Regions from separate parts of the Sus scrofa genome. Here region 1 is linked to region 2. A link is a contact called in public Hi-C data. All regions are on one chromosome and are shown on one strand. The core of a region is the stretch at or near the end of the contact, and the rest is flanking DNA. Distances in the headings are between cores, read along the strand shown. Region 1 overlaps LOC106509952 (a long non-coding RNA gene). Region 2 has its middle 680 kb from the start of MYC.

What was found. Hi-C and Micro-C count contacts between places; a contact is called where the count stands out from the background.
Region 1: a contact with region 2 is called in a Hi-C map of liver, with 2.5 times the contacts expected there. The contact joins two enhancer-like sites. A contact is called at or near these places in 2 of 47 Hi-C or Micro-C datasets (liver and skeletal muscle).

Annotation. Positions count from the first base shown.
Region 1 is chr4:12,216,141-12,221,474 of Sscrofa11.1, reverse strand. All of the region lies in intron 4 of LOC106509952 (a long non-coding RNA gene), which reads left to right. Among named protein-coding and RNA genes, the nearest start is that of MYC, 240 kb to the left of the region's middle. Within about 2 kb of position 3,299, at least 3 of the 83 cell types and tissues checked have an H3K27ac peak or open chromatin away from gene starts, as enhancers often do. A contact at or near this core is called in liver, where this site is marked.
Region 2 is chr4:11,774,253-11,779,604 of Sscrofa11.1, reverse strand. No RefSeq gene overlaps it. Among named protein-coding and RNA genes, the nearest start is that of MYC, 680 kb to the left of the region's middle. Within about 2 kb of position 2,309, at least 9 of the 83 cell types and tissues checked have an H3K27ac peak or open chromatin away from gene starts, as enhancers often do. A contact at or near this core is called in liver, where this site is marked.

The sequences.
Region 1 (5,334 bases), core at 2,050-4,549, 440 kb before region 2:
CACCCCAAGTACACAAATACTTAGATGGGGTCAGGATTTCAGTGTATCTCTTTGGAGGGATACAGTTCAACCTATAACAGAGCCCAAAGCGAAGCCAGCTCCTCCACCTCGCCCCGCCCCAGCGCAGTTGGCTCAGGGACCACTGCTTGGCTGCATAGACGGAGGGCTTACTTTCCGAGAGGGACTGGGCAGCGCCCTTCCCATTCGTTGTCCCGTTTGATTCCGAGGCAGTCTTACGGTGCCTTATGCAGAAAATACTCATCAGACACCTCCCGTGCCTGGCCCTGGAGGCGTGAAAGATCCCTGAAGCCCTTGCCCACAGGGATCTTAACGTCTTTAATGCAGTGAAGAGGCAGGGATGTGGGAATAAGCAGTTCCAGTCGTTGCCACGTCTGATGAAAAAGCAGAGCTCTGCAGGAGAGAACCTTCAGCTCAAGGTCTCGGCCCAGACAGTGACATCACGGAGCCGCCCCCACCCCACCCCGCGGCCCATGGGTGGGGAGGCAAGGAGGCTCCGAGAAGACCTTGCAGTCGGGGGAGGAGCAGCGGGGGTAGGGGGCGGGAGTGCGGGGAGAAGCTGGGCTGCAGGACGGGGAATGAAGCCCCCCTGACTGGCCGCCCCCTGGGCACCATGTGTGGGCCCCTCCTCTGGGCCCCTGGGAGGGAGGCTTTCTTCCTTGTGCCTGCGGTCAGATCCCGCATCTCCTTTCTGTCTTTGTTCTCTGGATTCTTCCTGCCTTGGGTGTGTGAAAAGGGAGCCTCTTGGCAGCGTGCTCTGCTCTTAGAGGGCGCCACGCACCTGCACCCCTCTTCCCCTCCCTCCGGCCCCTCCGCCCTCCCTCCTCCTCCCTCCTCTCCTTACCTGGCCGCCACCTGACCCTCCTCCTCGTACAACTCGGTTCAGAGAATAACCCACAGCAGCTGCCTTAGAGAATCTTTCAAAGACACGCACCGGCCTGTGCCCTCCTTTCTTTCAGTGAATACCCTTCAGCCACCCCCCACACGTGGTCCTCAGGTTCGTGCGCTCATGTCTTCATGGTCGTTACTTGGTTTCTAAGTAACGACCAGAGCCTTACTTGGTTTCTAAGGCTCTGGTGGGCACTGGCTGGGCTTCAGGAAAGGCCCCATCTGGGCACTGAGAGATGGGCAGGCATTCCCTACCCCCGCCCTGGGGAGAAATGTGGTCCAGCCACAAAAGCAGGAGAGACTCAGAGGAGACATGGTGTAGAGCAGGTCCTGGCTCTTGCTGTTGAGATGAGACCATTCGAGGCCTCAAAGCAGATCTGACTTGTGCTTTAACTCAGTCATTCTAGCTGCTGCTGCACTGGAAATGGGCTGAAAGTGGCAAAGGTGGAAGCAGACGGACCAGTTAAGAGACTGCTGCAGTGAGCCAGGGAAGGGACGATGGTGACCTGGCCTCGAGGTCGCAGAGGGGCTTGTGAGAAGTGATGGGAAGTGACTATGTCAGGAAGGTAGACTTTGCTGGTGGGTTGGGTACGGGGCATCAAGTAAAGGGTGATCCCAGAAGTTTACTTTGAGCAAGTAAAGAATGAAGTTTCCATTTATTCATATAAGGGACCCGTGAGGGGAGCAGGGAGTTCGGTGGGCAGGGGCGGAATTGAGATGGTTGAGATGTTAGACATCGTTAGACATACAGGTGGAGACACTCGGAGAGCAGCTGGATGTGTGAATCTGGAGTGTGAAGGTGAATATCCTATGTCAGTTCGGCTAGATATCCAGACATTTGGTCAAACACCAGTTTAAGTATCACTGTGAAGGCATTTTTTGGATGAGATTAACATTTACAGGAGTTGCTATCGTGGCGCAGTGGTTAACCAATCTGACTGGGAACCATGAGGTTGCAGGTTTGATCCCTGCCCTTGCTCAGTGGGTTAACGATCCGGCATTGCTGTGGCTGTGGTGTGAGCCAGCGGCTATAGCTGCGATTCGACCCCTAGCCTGGGAACCTCCATATGCCGCAGGAGCGGCCCAAGAAATGGCAAAAAGACCAAAAAAAAAAAAAAAAAAAACAAAAACAACATTTACAGCAGTAGACTCTGAGGGGAGCAGATTTTCCCTTCCATGAGGTGGGTGGGCCTCATCCAATCAGTTGAAGGCCTCAAGGGAGAAGTACCGAAGGCCCCAAGGAAGTGGGGATTCTGCCTCCAGATGGCCTTCAAACTTGAGGTACAGCATCACCTCTTCCCCTGACCCACCCTGCGGACTTTGGACTTGTCAGCCTCCACAACTGTAGGAGCCCATTCTTTAAGGTACCTGTCTATCATTCATCTAGCTAGCTAGCTACATAACCATCTGTCTCTTCTGTCATCTATCCATCTATCTCTCTATTATCTATCTGCCTGTCATCTATATATCTATCTATTATCTATCATCTATCCAGCTATCCCTCTATTATCTATCTCTCATCTATCTCTCTGTTATCTGTCTATCACCTATCTCTCTATTATCTATCATCTATCATCTATCATCTGTCATCTATGTATCCATTATCTATCATCTATCCATCTACCTCTCTATTATCTGTCTATCACCTATATCTGTCTGTCATCTGAGCATCTAAAGAGCAAGTGTGGACAGTGAGGAGTGGTCCACGGGGCTTTCCGGCCCAAGTCCAGGGAATCAGAAACCCTATGTGTGTTTCATATTTACAGAGCACTTCCTATGTGCCAGGCATCTCTGTCACTGGAAGCTGCCTCGTCTGAAAACCAGAGCCATCCCTCTCTTTATTTGTTCTGGCAGGTTGGGAAATGTTCCCATTAGGGCCACCTATTTATTTGACTGACGTTTTGTAATTCCCGTGTCTCAGCTCGTCCAGAGTTCCGGGCTGCAGAAAGGGCACAGCCGCTCCTTCTCCAGTGGCAGAAACAGATTATTCCAGCATCTTCCTTCCAGGCCATCTTCAGTTCCCCTCACCTCCAGCCTCTTGAAGCTATCTAGAATCTCTTGATACCCAGTAATCCCGTTTATTAAAGCCTGGGGTGCTTCCTTTCTGGCGAGTGTTGGCAGCCCTAAGACATATAGGGTCATTTGAACTTGATCACTTGAAAAACCTGTGGGGCGAACAATGCAAAGTGCAGGACGTGGCGATGAATTTCCCTCACCCTCTTTGTTCCCTGTTTTGCGTGTGTGGCAGAAGGTTTAACCCATATTTTCCAAGAACTGTGTAGGTGGGTTGCTGGGGACAATTGATTTTTAGGGAAGTATTATTCCTCTGGATGTGGAAACCATGAAGCAACGAATAACATTGAGCAAGAGGTGTCCTGATGACCAGGCCTGAGCTAATTATGGTGCTGTGTGTTTGCGCCCCTGGGTCATCAGAGGCGTCCCTTCGGCCTGAGTTGGCTTTTGCTCTGGACTCAGGGTAACCCCAGGATCCTTGTTCTAGCCAGCTGTCAAGTGGATCATCTACTTTTGAAGGCTGTGATGGGTTCTGAATGTGAAGAAGTATATCGTGACAGGTGCAAGGGACACAGACCTGTGGCTGAGGAATACTGAGTTCTGGTTCCCATCCTGCCCCTGCCTTGCAGTGTGACCTCAGGCAAGTTTCCTGACCTCTCTGAACAGTGCTGTCTTCACTGGGTTGAGTTTGGGCTTGGTCATCTCTGAGACTCCAGCCAGTTGGGGTTACATAGCCCGAATAAAGGGCCACCCTGCCTTCAGCAATTCACTGGCTGTTGTGCGGGACCAGTGCTGCCAAAGAAATTTTTGGACATTGCAGTGAAATTTCTAGAAATGTAGATGTAGGCAGTGAGTTCAGAGATATTTTAAACATCCTGCAGGTGACACCTGTAGCCAGGAAGAGACCATAGGTCTTCTCAGCTTTGCAGCTCCACACGGATGCACTGCTCTTCATGCTTATCACCGGCTGGGGGCCAGGAGCTGAGGGATGTCCCTTGGATTCTTTTTGTCTTAAAATCACTACAAGTATTTTCAAGGAACCGGGGGTGCAAAGCCACGCTGGAAGCTGGGTCACAAGATCGTGGTTGCCTGGAGACCTTGATGGAAGGCCTTCCTTTCCTCGTGGGTGGAAATATCCTCTGAGACAGCAGATGCAGTCAGCTGATCTCCTTGGGATTTAGCCCCAGATCCTACCACCAGCCTTGTCCCTGGCTCCATGGGTGCTGCGGCATTCAGAGCTGGAGGAAATCAAATCAGTGTATGCATTTTTCACTCAACAATACATCTTATAGGTTTTCTGTATGAGTGTACGCCACCTCGCTTTTTTTGTTTTTTTGTTTTGGCTGCACCACAGCTGTAACCAGAGCCACAGCAGTGGCAGTACCAGACCCTTAACCCACTGAGCCATGAGGGAGTTCCAACCTCACCCTTTTTAACTGCTGTGTAGTATTCCCTAGTTTCCCCAGCAAGTCTGTATTAATAGACATTTTGCTTTTATCCATTTCCCCCTTTTATTTCTGCCTCCCCTGATGTCATGACAGAGATTTTTTTTTTTTTTTTGCTCACCTCCACAGTACAGCCCCTTCCTTCCTTCATTCCCTCTCTCTCTTTTCCTTTACTCCTTCCCTTGCATCCGTCCATCCTGGAGCCACTCATCAAACACGCTGTCCCTACAGATGCTCAGCATAAGGGGCAGAATCCTGAGGCCCTGCCGCTAGGAGTTCCCGCCCACTGGGGAAGCAGAGACTAAGCAGATTATGGAGATTCCCGGAAACAGCTTCTTCAACAGCCTTTTCTTTCCTTTTCTTGCTTTCTTTTTTTCTTTTTTTTTTTTTACAGCCACACCCACAGCATATAGAAGTTCCCTGGCTAGGGGTTGAATAGGATCTGCAGCTGCAGGCCTGCACCACAGCCACAGCAACGTCAGGTCCATGCTGCAACTTCAACTACATGGCAGCTGGATCCTTAACCCACTGAGTGAGGCCGGGGATCAAACCCGCATCCTCATGGAGACTCTGTTGGGTTCTCACCCTGCTGAGCCATAATGGGAACTCCTGAGCAGAGTTTTCAGTGCGCTCTTTCTGGCCTCGTGGAGTGTGAGTCTCTGAGGCAGGCGCCAGTCTTTTCAAAGGAGGGGTCAGCCTTTGGAGCGTTACCACGTCTCCTTCCTGGGCCCTTGCAGGACCGTCACTGGCTGCCCACCCCCTCTTACCCATTGCCGGAGTCTGCGGCTTGGCTGGTTCTGCAGTGATGGTCCTGAGAAGGGGCCAGGTCCTGTCATGGGCACGAGCAGGGCCCGGAACAAGCCTTGTCCCTGGCTCCATGGGTTGCAGATCAGAAATCAGCCTGAAATGGATGCAAATCTTCAGGTCTTCTTCCTTCAAGGAAGGCGATAAAGATACATAAAGAGGGAGT
Region 2 (5,352 bases), core at 1,060-3,559:
ATAAGGCTGATAATTACGGAAGACAGTAATTGCTTATTTTTATTTTGCCCTTAACTTTCCTCCCACTTTATCTTCCTGAGTTATAGCTACCTCTGTAGGGGTTAACAAAACATATTAGAAAATCTAAACAATACGTTCCTTTCCCAAGGGTTTGGAAATTGATGAATCACCTTACTCTGCTTGCAGCGTTCAAACTGTGTGTTTGACACATGGCCGGAAAAGTGGGCCCTTTGAAATTCGAGCTGAGTACAGATCATGTCACCTGCCTGGCGCGTGACCTGTTCCTCTCACCACCTGACCCCCTGTGCCCAACGTCACCTGGTGCCTGAAATCTGGAAGCGGAAAGTCCTTGACTGGAGTCAGCGGAGAGAAAATTGTCACCTGCTTGGGCACAAACATGCCTGGTGACTGCGTCACTGTTTGTTAAATGGGATCAGCTAATAGTTGCACAGCGGACCTTCAAAGCCTACAATGGGGCTGATGAAGTTTCTGTAAATTCACTCTCTGTGTGACGGCCTTGGACTTTGAATCTCAAGTACACTGGGAGCATTTTGAGCTTGCCGACAGGCATGCACTCTGTTTGGTTCAACTGCAATGGAAGAGAACTGCCTTCATTTCTACCACCCCTCACCTGGACCCAGCCGCACTCTTGCCTCAAGGCTTTTGCAGTGCTGTTCCCCTTGCCTAGACACGCTTCCCCCCATGCCAACGTGACTTGCTCCAATGTTTCACTTAGCTACCGCCTCACTAATCATCTCCTTAGAGACCTTCCAATCGCTCTCTTTCTCCTTCCCCCGCCTTATGTTTCTCCAAAGCACCTGATTCCAATCTACATATTTATTTGACTGGTAGTCTCCTGGTCATCCGAGGCAGAAGCCCCATGTCTGTGTGCCCTGCTCTGCCCCCAGTGCCTGCAGCAGGACCTGATTCTGAATAAACCCTCAATAAATATTTTTTGAATAAAGGAATGAGTGAAGGAACTATTTCCCCCAATTTCACAAATGGAAAAACTGAAAAATAGAGAGAGGGAATAAACTAGACAAGTTCGATAGCCACTTAGGGGTAGAGCGAGATTTAACACTTTGATTTCCGAGTTCACAATCCCGTTATGTTTTCCTTCCCTTTAACTCTGTCCTCCAATATTCGGCAGCTAAGACGTCCCTGACTCACCATTTGCTTACCAGCCTTTAACCATTTCATGTCTGTGGATAGAACTAGAATTTTATGAGAGATAAATGCTTATGAACTCAGTTCTTATTGAATTGATCTGTTTCACAACTCTTTCAAAGGCAAAGTTAATGGGACGTTGATTAAGCTTCCTATTACATTTTGAAAACATTTTATTTGTTATGTTTTTCTTTTTATGGCCTCACCTGTGGCACATGGAAGTTTCTAGGTGAGAGGTCGAATCAGAGCTGCAGCTGCCAGCCTATGCCATGGCCACACCTAATCCAAGCCGCATTGTCACAGCTTGAGGCAATGCCTGATCCTGAACCCACTGAGCAAGGCCAGGGATCGAACCTACGTCCTCAAGGACACAATGTTGGATCCTTAACCCACTAAGCCTCACTGTTGACTCCTAAAAACATTTTAAAATATAAGTGATTATAAGCATTTATCATATAAGTGAAGATATGCATAAATTATTAAGTAAAAATAAATACTTTATTCCCATACCTAAGTAATCTTTTAAGTATATTAGCATGAATAGTTAATAATTAAAATCATGCTGTATGTAAAGTTTTCTGATGTTTTTATATGTTCCATTTTAGACATGTTCTGATGTCACACAATTTAACCTTGGCTTGGAGACTACATCTATTCCAATATCTGAGCATATCATAATTTTACTTAACATTTTTCCTGAGATTGTACCATTAAGTTTATTTCCATTTTTTTTTTATTTCTAGGCGTTAGTCCTTTTTTCTAGGTTCAGTTCTTGTTTTAACATCTTCATACTTGTCAAAACTATGCAGAAAACAAATTGTCCAACTTATTACTAAAAATGCCATAAATGGTCTAAGAAATCCTGGGTTGCAAGCTCAAAGCTCCTCTTTGAATCAGTAAACACTGACGATTTCACCACTTGCATTTCTGATCTTTGAGGCTTGGTGTGGAAGGACGGCGGGGCTGGACACATCGGCCAATTTGAGAGCAAAGAGAGGCTTGGGGAACGTGTTTATGTTTCTGTCCTAGGTGTGCAATTCTAGCCTTTGTAGCAAAGGGGACAAAAAACAAGACTCTGCACTTTAAAGACTTGGCACAAGTTGTACTAAGTTCGAGTCAGCATGACTCAGCCCCAGAGTGAAAGTCAGGTGTGCTTCAAAGTCAAGGCTTGGTCCTGCCTCCCATGACATTGGGAAGGGAAGGGCCCCAGAAGTTCTCTCTATCTGAGAACTCTCTTGTTCAAAGAAAGTGTGGCCAAACTTGGGGGGATACTCTAGCCCTAATTCCTGCTGCACACCTGCCATGCTTGGGGCCCTCCAGGCACTGCCACCTCTAGCCGTGCATCAGTGATGATTGCCACCATCAGCTGAACATCTGCTATGTGCCAGTGTCTTACGCAGGGTGCTTTCAATAGGCTCTCTTCTTTAATCCGCAAATAAGTCCTGAAGGCAAGTATTACTGGCTGCATTTTCCAGATAAAGTCACAAGTTCAAAGAGGTGAAGGGAGCTGCCCAAAGTCACATAAAGCTGGGATTTACAACGGGACTATTTGAAGTGAAACTCATGCATTACCACACACCTCTGATTCTGCAGAGTTAAGGTCTTTCTACTCAATTCCCATGACTTTCAGGACAGGTGTCATGGGATATACCATATTAGATATATCCATTTAACAACAACAACAAAAAAAAGGCTTCATGTCGGCTTTTAAAAGATAAAGTTTGGGGCATTAAAATGATTGAAACAAAACACACAGCCAAAAAAGTACAAATGAAAATTTTTATTTTTAGGCTCCCTCTAGGACTTTCCAAGAAGCTAGGTTCTATTTGTGTATTTAATTAACCTCAATCCCCAGTGGCTTCTTTTGATGACTTTCTGTTTGAAGAGCTTATAACACTGAATAGTCCTGAAACTGGGACTGATGTTGGCTTAGTTAGATTGATTACCGGGTTCTCTGGGATTACGGTTAAGATTGTATTTCTTCATTAGGTTTCCAATGAAGAAAGGGGAATCAGCGCTAAGTAAGGAAAATAAACATATCTACTCCATTCTCTGGAATCTGAGTGTTCTCCTTATCAGTAAGGAGTTTCTTTAAGTATGTCCTTCTGGCTGTTCCTTTGATTGGGTTACATACATACTTAAACAGAAAAGGGAATTAATTGCCATCTTGGTAATTGCTACACGAGTGACTTGAGGAGCCTTCTCCAGTCAGGGAGATTATGGAAGACGTCCCGGAAGTGACCCATTAAGTAGAAATCTGAAAGCCAGATCATTACAAATTATCTAGAGCAGAGTTTCTGTATCTTGGAAGTACTGACCTTTGGAGCCAGATAATTCTGTGTTGTGGGGAGCTGTCCTGTGCCTTGTAGGAAGTTTAGAAGTGTCCCTGGCCTCTACCCAATAGATATTAATAGCATGTCAATAATAGCAGTTGTGTCCAACAAAAATATCCCTGGATATTTCCAGATGTCCCCTGGGGAGAGGACAACTGATCTAAAGGGAGGTGCGTGGGGTGCAGCATTCTCAGTGGAGGACACTGCTTGTGCAAATCCAAGGCAGGAAACATGCATCTGAGGTGTTGGACAAGACTACTGTGTCCGAGCCCCAGTGGGCGAGTGGCACTCGGTGACATAAATGAGGCAGGGGTAGCCAGGTCATGCATCTCCTGCGTATAGAGATTTTGGAGGGACAAGACGAATAATGTATATAATTCTTGCATTGTGGAAGATCCATCCTTAAGAATGTACCCATTTCCCCCCCTCTAGAGTCCATTTACTGGGTTATGGTAATGGACCCACGATGCTGGCAAACTGTGAGCACAGCTTCCATCTTGAGTCATACAACCCCTATAAAATTTGTAGAGGTTATTAGCTCTTTTATGTTATTCCCTGTGACATTTCACTTTCAAGCTTCACTCGAGTTTAAAAAAATCTTCATTGCAATCTGTTAACCTTTTCCTTTACAATCATTTTTCTTGTTTTGCTTTTCCTCCTGCAAACTCTCCACAAACATATTAAGTCCGACGTGTTGACCAGAATACTACTCCTTCTGGGAGCTGATGTAGGATCACAAAGGCTCTCCAGCCTGATGTATCATCTCTTCAACTACCTCTTTTTCCCCATAGGTTTGCTGCTCACATCCCCCAAGAAACAGAGGGATGTTTTTCTGTCATTCTTTTCCTTGCACCTTATCACCAGCTCACTGTGTGATGGCCAACATGGCATCTTGGAAAAGTGACCCTTTGTAGAAAGGGTGACACGTTTTCATGATTGAATTGAATCAATCTTGAGAGAGGATGCTAATCTGACTAATCCTTTTGCAGTCCTGTTGGTTCGTTTTTAATTCCATGCCATTCTCTTTCCAGGTCCCCACTTACTCTACTTCTCGCTTCTTCTTGGTCATTTCAAAACAGTCTTCCGAAAATCAACTCTGAGCCTCATTAAGGGAAGGATCCCCTTTTATTCACCTCTATACCTACAGCTCAGGGAGTGCTTCCCATTAACAGAATTGCTCTGCTTTAGTCTATCATCTCCTATGCCACCTGGGCTATAAATGTTGTGCCACAGTTGGGGTAAGGCAAGTTCTTCAATAGTGTTCTGATCAGGCTGCTGGGGATCGTATTTTAGAATCAGATTAGGGCATAAGCACTAGGTTCTTCATTCTGAGGTAAGTTAATTATAAGTAATGAAGTCAGAAGAATCAATACTTGAAAGATACATACTTGTATCCAAGTTCTATAAAATTATATATGATTAGGTGTGGACAGATATACTAAACATGATCAGGTAGGCATGAGATGCCAGAATCCAAGCAAGATCAGATCTAAGGTGAGTACAAGCATAAGAAAGATGGGACAGGAGGAAAAACAGACATACCTCTCTTAGTTATGGATAATTGAGGTAGATTTCAGGAGTGGTCCCAAAGCATATTTATCTCATCATCCATCCCAGTCATCCTTTATATTTGCCTTTTCAATTGGTGTCCACTGGAAGCCTACTCCATGCCATCAGCGAAGCCATGTGTTATAGCCATCAAAGTGTAGAATATAGACGTTGTTCTTGCCCTCAGTGAGTTTAAAATTTACTCAGAAGAACTGAGAGGATATATATGGAGAAGCTCAGCAATACTCAATTCCAAAAAAAAATCTTTTACATACACTCTCCCAAAGACAAGTAAGTACATTTG